Regions from separate parts of the Mus musculus genome. Here region 1 is linked to region 2. A link is a contact called in public promoter capture Hi-C data. All regions are on one chromosome and are shown on one strand. Each heading gives the region's core, a stretch centred on a gene start, on an enhancer-like site or on the middle of the called end of the contact. The rest is flanking DNA. Distances are from core to core; before and after follow the strand shown. Region 1 has its middle 20 kb from the start of Gm36495. Region 2 holds the start of Lpin1 (lipin 1).

Region 1 (5,641 bases), core at 2,256-4,755, 280 kb before region 2:
GTCATTCCTGGGGCATTTCTTACTTTCCTCCATTGTGCCTAGCTGAGTGGTGAGTATCTGTCACCTGCAGAAAGCAGGCTCCAAAAGGCTACTGCTGGGTCCTGCTGTAGCAATGCCAGCACCTGTAGCTATAGGCTTCTGGAAACTTCAACTCCCACACTTAAGCCAAGAGTCCCTGGGTCTTCTAAGTACCACCCTCTTGGTTGGTAGTTCTTCCTCCTCTGGCCCGGCTGAGTCCCCTACTCAGCCTCCAGATCCAGCTGGGCTTTCATTGCCTCATGCTCTTCCCTGAGTATCCTCCGTGCTCTTGTTATTGGCACCGACTCCTAGTGCCATATGGAACCAAGTAAGAAGCTCTTCTTAGTCTGTTCCCCATGTCATACTCTCCACTGTAGCTGCAGCCTGGAGCCTAGTGCTTGCATGATCCTCAACAATACGTCACTGATAAGCTGGAGTGCGTGAGATTGCCCTCCCGTACCTGCAGACACACTTTCGTGCAGACTTCTCTGAGCCCCATTCCTCACTGCTAGACCCCTCTGGAATCTTCAGTTCATACCTGCTTGGACTTCTACTTGCCAACTTCCATTCCTGTGCACTGCTGAGGTTTAAGCTTAAGTACTGTGGGTGTTTTTCCAGGTTTCTGCTCCTTGCTCTGTCTCAGTCTGATGACTGTGATGTAGGTCATATGTCTAGACCTGCAGGACATTTAAATGAACGCAGGTGGGGTGATGTCCCAAGTGGAGGTAGATTGATTGGTGGGACTTTGGTGACAGCTACCTACACACTTTCCTGTTCTTGGAGAATTTCAAAGGTAAAAGAATCAATCCTTGTTTTCCTGAACGCAGCTTCAGGGTCTGTAAAATACAACGGCTCCAACGGACAATTCAAGAATGAATTCCAGGGATCTGAGAAATGACTCAGCAGCTAAGGGCACTTCCTGCCAAGCGTAGTGATGTATGTGGGTGGGTTTGATCCTCAGAGCCCACATTGTGGAAGGAGAGAGACACTCCCAGAAGTTGTCCTTTGACTTCTACACACGCACTGTGGCACAAACATTCTTATACACATAGATGGGCACAGATGTAGGCAGGAGGATCGGGAGTTTAATGTTAGCTTCAGGAAGTTTGGAACTAGCCTGAGCTACATGAGACTTTTATACACACACACACACACACACACACACACACACACGCACGCGCGCGCGCACACACACACACTGAGAGAGAGAGAGAGAAATAGAGAGAGAGAGAGAGAGAGAGAGAGAGAGAAAGGAAATAATAATGGTTAATTAAACAAATACCAGCAGTAGTGCATGCTTTGCCTAAATACCTCCTACATATATATGAAGTATTGAATAGTCACCATCTTTCACTTGCAGTTTGTGAATTGTTGAGTTCTTATAGATTATGAGGATTAAGATAAATGAGCTGCCTTAAATATGAAAGAGTAGGAAATTCTAAGATCAGGATTTGTGTGTGTGTGTGTGTGTTGTGTGGATGTATGTAAAAGTCTTATGTAGCTCAGACTAGTTCCAAACTTACTGAAGTTAGCCTTAAACTCCCAATCTTCCTGCCTCTGCTTCCCAAGTGCTGGGATTAGAAGCATCCATCACGGTACCTGGCTTTGTATCGGAATTTGAAATTGGACTTTACCACAGAATGCCTACAATTCAGTCTTTTCCATGGTATGATTTGGGAGATGCCATCCTAAGTGTCTATGTTCTTTTTCCCCCAGTTCTGACCCTCCTAGAGTCTTTACTAGGGCCCTTAGACAGTGGAACCAGTGGGACGGGCCCCTCAGTGACATTACTCAGCTGTCTGTGAGGGCTAGTGAGAACACCTGTGTTTAATTTAAATGGTGACTCAGATGTCCCATTCCTGAAATAGGTGACACAGGCCCACACAAGCTGGAGTCCCATTCTTGGACCTCCTGACAGTAAGCCCAAATTTCCCACCCTGTTTGTTGACAGGGAACAAAGAAGTTGCAAATGGGAGAGCTGTCTTCCACCTCAGCCTCATGTCCAAAGGACATCAGCTCCTACAAACCAACACAGAGATTAGGTGAAAAATGCAATTTACTGAGACTAAAGGAAAGGGCAGCCCATGTGTGTGTGTGTGTGTGTGTGTGTGTGTGTGTGTGTGTGTGTGTGTGTGTGTGTGCATGCATGAATGAGTGTTTACATCATTCCAACTGGGGAAAGCTTTCCCTGAGGAGATGCCCCATGGCTTTCTCAAGCCAAAAGAGGTCACAGAGAAATGCCCGTCAGGGGTTGAGTGTATTGTCCAGTGGCTTGATCCCAGCACCACAAAACATAAAACAAAGTTGTATGACGTTTCTGTTCTTATCTTATCTTATCTTATCTTATCTATCTATCTAAATGCACATGAAGTTTAGAGAACAACTTTCTGGAGTTGGTGTTCTCCTCCTACCATATGGGGCCCAGCGATTGAACTCAGGCTGTCAGGCTTGGTGGATGACACCTTTGCTCACTGAGCTATCTTGCTTACCTATGATTCCTTTGTATGCTTGTGTGTGTGTGTGTGTGTGTGTGTGTGTGTGTGTGTGTGTGTGTGTGTGTGTTTATATACACACATGTGGATTTATATACAGGTAGATGTGGAGGATAGCAGGCAATCTCTGTTGTCATTCCTCGGGACTGTCTACCTATCTTTTTTGAGGCAGAGTCTCTCTTTGGTCTAGAGCTCCCCAGTCAGGCTGACTCTCCATCTCCCCAGTGCTGGATTACAAGGATAAACCCCCAAGTGTGGCTTTTATTTTTAAATGTGGGTTCTGGGCCTCATGATTGTAAAGCAAGCACTTTACCAAGGAGCTATCACCCCAGGATGAATAGCATAGGCTCTGTGTGTGGCCAGTGATAGCTAACCCAGCCCTCCATTCAAGACCGGGAATGCTTCTGGAAGGAGAGGACTCAGATAGTTTACTTGGGGCTCTGGGTTCCACCTCCAGCTCCACCATTTGAAAACAAAAAGATGTCAGTTGGTCAGGAGGAACCCACTGCTTGCAGAGTGCTTTCTCTTTCCTTTTGTATCACTGTGCCCCCAGTGGACTCAACAGCTGCAGGCCCGAAGAAGGCGGATTTCCCCCACTAAGTAAACAAGCAGGACCTGGGTGGAGACTGTTTGAAAATGATTTGGTTTAAAGTTAATCCGGGCCACTTCCCCCAGGGATCTTTGACCAACACGACATCTTTGGAGTTCACTCAGATGCCATATTGTGGTAACATTCCACCAATTTGAACCAAAGGCGATGTGACGTAGTGGAAAACTGGCCTGGATGAGAAGCTAGCCCTACCCTGGCCCCAGGGGTTTCTCTGAAGGCAAGGCCAGGCCCTCCCCTCACCCTGGCAGCCACTGGCCCTGGGGCCTGGGCCCCTTCCTGCAGCTCCCTCTCTCTAAAGTGCTTCCTCTAGCAGGCTCACTGAGGGCTCTGTGGCATTTCTGGAATGTCCTTCCTCCCAGCTCTGCTCTGCTCCCCGCTTTAGCAGGAAGGCTGGGAAATAAAGAGGCCCATTTAAGCCTCCCAGGGCCAAGAGAGCACATCTCATAGCTGAGTATTTATGACTGTTACTGTTGCAGAGACGACCTGTGAATTGCCTGGCACCCCTCCATGGTGTGGAAGTGGAGTTGGCACCCTCTGCACTTGGCTGGAGGGTGCGTGGCTGTCCTGGGCAAGGCTATGCAGAGCTCGTATCTCTTCCTGCAACTACTGGGGCTCTGAGGGGTTTCCAGAAGTAACCAGCGCCCAAGATCCCAAGAGGAATCCAAGTGCTATGGACCAACAGCTAGTCTCTCTTAAAACAGAGGGGTAGGTGTTACCATGGGAACGATAAAGCATAGCAGCAACTCTGCTATGTGAAAGCAGACCTTTCTAGAGGAATGTGGATGTCTGTGCCCCGACTCCATTGCCTTCACGTTCCTGTGCATGCCATTTGTTCTCGGGTAGAGGCCAAGGGACACCCTCAGTTGTTTGTCAAGCACTGTCCACCTTGGTTTTTTGAGATAGACTCTCATTGGCCTGGAGCTTGCCAAGCAGGTTAGACTGACCAGGCAGCAGGCAGACTCCAGGAGTCTCTCTGTCTCTGCCTCTTCAGCACTGGGATTACAAGCATGAAATACCGTGCCTAGATTGTTAGTTTATTAATTGAACCCGGGTCTTCATGCTTTTATGGAAAGCACCTTACCAAGTGAGACATTTTCCCCAGCCCTTATTCCCTTAATTCAAAACCAGCCCCACCCACTCCCCCTCTCTCTCCCCTTTAGCAAACTGGACCAGAGATGGAGCCAAGCTCGCTAATCAGCCGCTTGTTATTGACTGTTGATTTGTGATTTGTTTCTTCACTTCTTCCAGGCCCTTGAGAGAGGAAGCTGGTCAAGCCAGGCATGGCCAGCTAAGCTGGCCAGATGTGAACACGCCTTGGGAGCCTGTCTGCAAGAGCTCACAGTGACCCCCAGACTCCAGAGAACTTCTGACAGTTTCCCTGTTTCTTGTTCCAGTCACTCTTGAGGCTCTTGGGTTCCTGATATGTACACTGCTATCTTTTTGAAACAGCATGTTCTCTTGGGGCTTAAATTTATGTAACATAATACCCTATTAGAATTCTAAGAAGGAAAAAAAATTTTAATGGGAATTTCTAGCAACAGCTATGTGGAGGGACAAAGAAAGGTCGCTGTGGGCCAGATCCTGAGTGGCCTTACTGTGACAGTGAACAAGCTTTGACTTGTACAGCCAGCCCCTCCCGGTGGTCTGCAGAGCTTGGGGAATACAGAATCCATTTGCAGGGTGGCTCAAAGATCTCCTAGAAGGAAGTCTTCCCTATTGCAGTGCCCCACCCCCAAATACTGAGAGACAGGAACAGCTATTGAGGCTCAGCTTGCCCAAACCAGGCAGGACACTCGCATTCCAAAGAGAGACAGTGGACTGACTACTGGTGATGCTTTGTCTGAGCCTCGAGGGGTTCGCCACACTCCACACTCCAGGCGTGACATATCCAGGCGAGGCAGTGAGGTTGCACTTGCTCATTCTTCCCAGCCTCGCCTGCCCTCACCTGCCCACCACAGCTTCTAGGACTAGAAGAGAAAACTACCGGTCTTCACAAAACAGACTTTACCTCCAGGGATCTTGCTTCAGACTCATTGGGGAGTTCTGCTTCTAGGAGCACTCCCTCTCCTGGTTACCCTTCCTACCTCCCTGGGCTATTAGTCCCTTCATTGTGAGACATCGTGGCTGTGACCAAAGGAACTGTGTCAAAGTTGAAAATGCTGAGGCATGCTGGGTCTGGATCCAGAACTGTAGCACGAAGAACATGGAGGCACTGAGTGAAGACGGTATTCAATTTTTCTGTCCGCTCTTGCTGACCTATCTATCTTTAGTGAGCCGGCTCTGCAGTACTGCTAATGGGCATCCTCTCTGAGGATCTGGCATCAGAATCCAGCGATTCCCGTGAGGATTCTGAATCTATGCTGTTGTGAGAGTTCCCTGGCACCTTTGAGATCCACCCCCAACACTCAACAATCCCTGCAGCTGTGATCCTATGTAGCTAAGGACATTGTAAAACATCTGATCCCCCTGCCTTTACCTCCCAAACCCTGGCCTTATAAGCATGCCGTCAAGCCAAGCAAAA
Region 2 (5,578 bases), core at 489-2,988:
AATTTTTGTATAGTGCGACCATCTCCTGTGACCTAGTGAATGTTTCTGAGATAAGTGACCTGTTTGTGGGATCTTCTTATAGGCAGCAGGCAAAGCTGGTCCTATCTTTGCTACTCAGAGCTGTCTGGGTGCGTTTGCGGTTGTGTGTGCGGGTTCCAGACCCCAGGTTCATTTGTGGGGTAAGGGCTTTGGGCTGGACTTTATGTGTTCAGATTCTCCTCCACCTGCTTCAAATCTGGAAAATAATAATAATAAAAATGACCTTATTTAGATGACAGAATGTAAGACTGTAAGACATGCTTTCTGGAAGGCCTTGGGGTGGGGGTGTGGAGGATGGAGGAGATGATGGAGGTGGGGCAGGGTGCCTTCATTCTGGGGTCCAGAACCCCAGGACTTTGTGGGCAGCGGAGACAACCCTTGTGGCTACTTGTGTTGCCCCAAGTGCAGCTGGAGCGCTTCCACCTCTGTCTTTATGCTCAGAGTCACCCTGCCTGTGCTGATCTCCTGAGCACTGGGGTGGAGGCAGCCCAGCCTGGCTCAGTTCCCTTGCAGGTCTTCGGTGGCCTGGTCTTGGACTGGGGTCCTAGCTTGCTTGGTGGGCAGAATCCCTTGAGAGGGATCTCCAGTGCCTCGGAAACCCAGTGTGGGGGTGGGGGTGGGGACCTGTAATTCCAGAAACCGGAAAGCAGAGGGATTGGAAGTTCGTGGTCACCTTTAGATTCGTAGATTTTAGGACCAGTTTGGGGTACACAAGCCACTCCTCCCTGGACCTCCCCACGAACTAGTTTTTCTCAAGGTGGGACGCACCCGTCATCATTCTGACCTCCCTCTCCTGGGTTGCTTGTGGCTGGCATCCATTTCTGACTCATATTTCTGCATATAGTTTCCGGTGACAGGTACATTATACTTGGGCTCTCTCTGTTGGTCTACGAGACCCCAGGTATATGTTCTCCAGCAGTCTTCCTCAAGGTCTTTGCTCTTCTGTCCCCCAGAAAGCACTGACTCTTCGGAGGGTTGTTGTATATATAATTTGATATTTATTACCTGGATGTAGCTCAGTTAGCGGATGTGAAGCTCTGGGGTCCATTCCCGGCTCGCATAAAGTAGGCATGGTGGGGGTAGGATTGCCTGTAACCTCAACACTTGGGAGGTAAGATAGGCAGATCCGAAGTGCAGGGTCATCCAGGAACCCATAGAAAGCTTGAGGCAAGCCCGGGATATAGGAGTCCTTGTCTCCTAGTAGTCTCGTGACACTTAAGAGTGACTTGGTCTGACTTGAGCCATTCCACCCCCAGACCTGGCATTGTCTGTTATTATTTATTCCTTCCTGGCTCTGCTGACTGGTGGTGAATGTTAGCCAGGAGGGAGGCAGGATGTGGGAGTGCTAAGATTAGGAATTGATCCCTAGCTTGTGACAGGCACATCAGGGGAAGAACTAATTGTAAACTGACATAAGGTCAAAACAGGGTCAGGCTGTGGAATTAGAAGACTTTGGCTGCCTACTCCCTGGAACGCCAAGGCAGACAGTCCAGTCTGGGGAGGGATGGGATGGGAAGGGGGAGGCGGGGATATGAGAGGGAGGTGGGAGGTGGGGTGGGGTGGGGGGGGGGTCTGTGGGCTCTGAAAGCATCCCAGCAGCACGCTCCTCCAGAGTCCCCTGGCGTCGCCCCGGAGACTCCGCCTCCTTTCAGGCCCCGCCCCTTGCCGTGCTTTAGCTGACAGCCGCTCCGGCCCGCTGTTTGCATACAAAGGCAGCCACACGCGTGCGCGCCTGCTCGTGAATCCTCTTGGTGAGTAGCAATGGGGACCCGGGGCCCAGCTTGCGCCCCAAAGCCCATTACTGAGACGTGGGGCCCCGCAGGGAGGCGATGTGGGCCGTGTTGTGACACAGGCCTTCCCGTGGGGTGTCGAAGCTTGCAGGGACCCCGTGGCGGTCCGAGACCCGGATGAGACGTATCCCAAAGGGTTTAGGATTCAGGCTTTGCAGCCAAGGAAACTGAGTCTAGGCTGGTAGGTTGACCTTCGTGCCCAAGGGCACGCCTCCGCTGGGTGGCAGCGAACTGGGAACCGGGATTCTTAGATAATCAAGCTCGCAGCAGGCCTCTCTGCAGCTTTGCAGTCTGGTGGGCACTGGGCCTGTGGCTCCCTTAGTAGCTGCAGGCACTTTTATCTGGGAAAGGCCGGGGGGAATATGGGAGGGAAAGCAATGCTTTGGAAGTCATATTAAGTATTAATATTAAGTCATATTAAGGGGACAGAGTCAAGGTGGCTGGCTGATAATTTGTGTGGCCAGTAGTTGCTCCAGACGCCCACCCTCCTTGGCAGGAGGCAAGAAGGAAAGCAATGGTCTGGGCTGGGCTGGGGCGTGTGGGAAAAAGCTTCCAACTGGGTAGTGAAGTTGTGGGGAAGACTGTAACGGTTCTAGGAGGAGAGGATAGCGGCCCATGGGGATTCACACATATACTATCTATCCTTTGTTCCATAAAATACGTTTTATGAATGAAAGCAGTTAAGGACTAATATCTGCACCACTAAGGGGACTTTCTAGTGTTCCCAGAAAGGCTGAAAGATCCCACTGTGTTGATTCCCTGTGTTGACAAAGCTTCCTGTTTGCCGACAGCGCGCTTCTGCTGTCACGGGTTTTGTGTGTGGGTGTGTGTTTTGGCCCTTATTCCTGCTTGTGTAGGGCCTGGTGGTTGGATTGGGAAGCCTGGGGCTGAGCTTGGTTTTGTCTTGGTGGCTGTCCCACCTCACGTGATTTCTACCCTTTTTAGGTGGCAGTCAGCAATGTTCTTATGATGCTTGTCACTTTATTGAAAGGGACAACATGCCCAGTCTTGTTGCCTGGGTGATAAGTTGGGGTTCAGATGAAGGAGATAGGATCCTTGGTTGCTGTTCTGTGTGGGGTGCTGTCTGCTGGGGAGGCTGGGGTGGGTCTTTGCTTATCTATTGCTCTCAGTGCTTCAGGCTAAAGAGAGGGAAAGGTCAGGAGATGGCAAGACAACTGACTACTGATAGCTGGAAATCCATGGGCCAGAGACATCACTTGGGAGCCTCCCTATCTAGAGTGAGGGAAAGGCCACCCTTTGTTTACTAGACTGATGAACCGAGAGGCTCCAGGTTGTTACAACTTCGGATTGTTACACCCTGATGGGGCAGCCCAGGGTACCACTGAGGTCCCTTTATAGGGCTAGGCTGGTCCTGGCTACCCAAGGCTAGCCCCTGGTCCATAACTTGGCACACCCTTTCCCCACCTTAGATTGTGAATCCATTTTTTTGTGTGTCTTTTCTCTCTTAGGTTCAGGGTCTGTAAGGGACCAATAAAGGTATAAATTGATTTGAAAAGCACGCGGGTGGGAATGCTTAGGGGCACAGGTATCTTGTTTCAGAATAGCTAGGTATGGGGTTGGTGTTCTTGGTTTCTGGAGCCTTTTGAAAATCAAACAGAAGGGAGTGGTGCAGGCTGGTGGGTGAATTGGCTGCACTTGGACGTCTTTGTACGTGAACTTGGAGCTGTCCTCTTGACCTGACTGTCTTGCCCAGACTAGTCTGGAACTCAAGGTCATCCTGCCTCAGCCTTCTTGGTGCTAGAATCACGGGTGTGTGCCACCATACTCTGCCTGCCTCAAACTATGTTTATTGTGAAACATGAATATATCCTTGCAATATCTCAGTATTTATCTGATTCAGTAGTGTCTGTCCCCTGCTCTGCATGTGTGTGTGTGTGTGTGTGTGTGTGTGTGTGTGTGTGTGTGTGTGTGTGTGTGTAGGTACAGCCTTCATACTTTAAACACACATGAAGTACTCTGCTACAGGAGACTTAGTACGGTATTTTTTGGAGCTGCTTGTTACCGTTGGGTCAGTACCCAGGCTTTCCCTGGGATGTAGACTGAGGAAAGACCATTCGTAGGCTCCTTCCCAGTACCTCTGGGTGGTGGGTGCTGTTTGAATCACCCACCCTACAGGCTCAGAATGGAGCCACAATTCTCTTGGAAACGCAGGGGATATGTGACCATTGCTAACGACCGAGGCAGGATTGCAGGGAAGTACAGCAATGTACAAAGGTCCCAGGGGCAGAGTCTTCTAGACCAAGCTGTGTATCTGGACAGAGGGCCCTCACAAGTGTGTGAAAAGACACTGGGGCTTCCAAGGAGAGCAAAGATCCTGAGCTCTGCAAGGGAGCTAATAGTTAAGAGCTGGTAAGGTTCTAAGTCCTAACCCAAGGCAATGTCACAGAGTACAGGGGCCACACTGGGTCTTCTATGTGTCTCTCTCCTGCTGGCCAGGCCCTGGGTGCTTCTTGGCAGGGACCTGAGGACACTCATTACCTGGGATTATGATACCCACTTGTTGCCAGAGCTCAGTTCTGACAAGTCTTATGTCACTTAGAAGACCTTCCAGCCCCAGAGCAGGGATCAGATCCTAGTTGTCCCTGCTACTGGGGCTTCCTTTCTTTTAAAATGAAGGCTAATGAGAACCTTGTTAAAAGCAGTATTCAGAAATCAGTGTGTGTGTGTGATTATGCACGTCGCAGCTTGTGTGTGTCTGTGTGTGTGTGTGTGTGTGTGAGAGAGAGAGAGAGAGAAAGAGAGAGGCAGACAGAGAGAGAGAGAGAGAGAGAGAGAGCTTAAGCATGTCACAGCATGAGTGTGGAGGACAGAGGACAACTTCATAGAATCTTTTCTCTGCCCCTGCCTTTATGCCAGTGGGCTGCAGGGCTTGAACCCAGGTCCTTAGGTTTGCCAGCAGGTAGCTTTGTCTGGTGAGCCATTTTGACAGCTGCTTCACGTCCCTTTTCTGCTGAGTAGTTTTCTTTGACATGACAACCCTGAGGCCAAGTGTACAGGAGTTCTCAGACTCCCCACTAACAACTGATGTGAAAGCGATACTTGTGTCTATAGAAAAGTCAAAGTCTCCTGTGCACCCGATTGACTGCAGCCCTGGGAGTGTGGATATTTATGGAGCATACAACTTCCTTCCACTCTTAGTAGATGCATACTGTTCCATATATAATGTGGATGGTCCATAATTTATTAATCCAGGGCCTTACAGGTCTCTAAGTGATTTCTGCTTTTCCCCATCACAGTCAAGTCTGTGATCACTGCTACTCACAAAGATCCTGTTGTTTCTGGGGCCTGGTGAGATGGCTCAGCAGGTAAAGGTGCCGGCTGCCAAACAGGCTCACTTGAGTCCGATTTCTGGAACCCACATTCATGGAAAGAAAGAACGAACTCTTGCTAGTTCTGTGGAAAGAAAGAACTGATTCCCACTAGTTGTCCTCTGAGGTCCACACACATGCTGTGGCATGTGCACGCATGTCCCTGTGTGTACACACACACTCTAAGAACATGATCTGTAGAATCAATTCTTGGTAAGGAGTTGCTGGGGTTTGCTAGTATGTGTCAGTCGGGTAGTTCTTTCTGGGACTTTGTCCCGTTAATGACTGGAGCACTGAGTGAGTCTACTCTCACTATTGGGGTATTTATGGAATGTTTTTGTTCGGGGCCTTCTGTAAGGCCTTAAAAATTATTCATTTTGTGCATGTGTGTGCAAGGGTCTGTGTGTGTGTGTGCAAGTG

The links. Promoter capture Hi-C pulls out the DNA fragments that hold promoters and counts their contacts.
Region 1: a contact with region 2 is called in a promoter capture Hi-C map of liver, with 2.6 times the contacts expected there. The contact joins the enhancer-like site here to the promoter of Lpin1 in region 2. A contact is called at or near these places in 2 of 39 promoter capture datasets (both in liver), 2 of 484 Hi-C or Micro-C datasets (erythroblasts and nephron progenitors) and 3 of 115 datasets of contacts at active chromatin or transcription factors (embryonic stem cells, microglia and pancreatic cancer cells).

What each region holds. Positions count from the first base shown.
Region 1 is chr12:16,868,430-16,874,070 of GRCm38.p6, reverse strand. No RefSeq gene overlaps it. Among named protein-coding and RNA genes, the nearest start is that of Gm36495, 20 kb to the right of the region's middle. Within about 2 kb of position 3,505, at least 212 of the 459 cell types and tissues checked have an H3K27ac peak or open chromatin away from gene starts, as enhancers often do. A contact at or near this core is called in liver, microglia, nephron progenitors and 1 more, where this site is marked.
Region 2 is chr12:16,585,930-16,591,507 of GRCm38.p6, reverse strand. It overlaps Lpin1 (lipin 1), which reads left to right and starts at 1,738. Exons shown (of 21, transcript NM_015763.4): 1 at 1,738-1,790.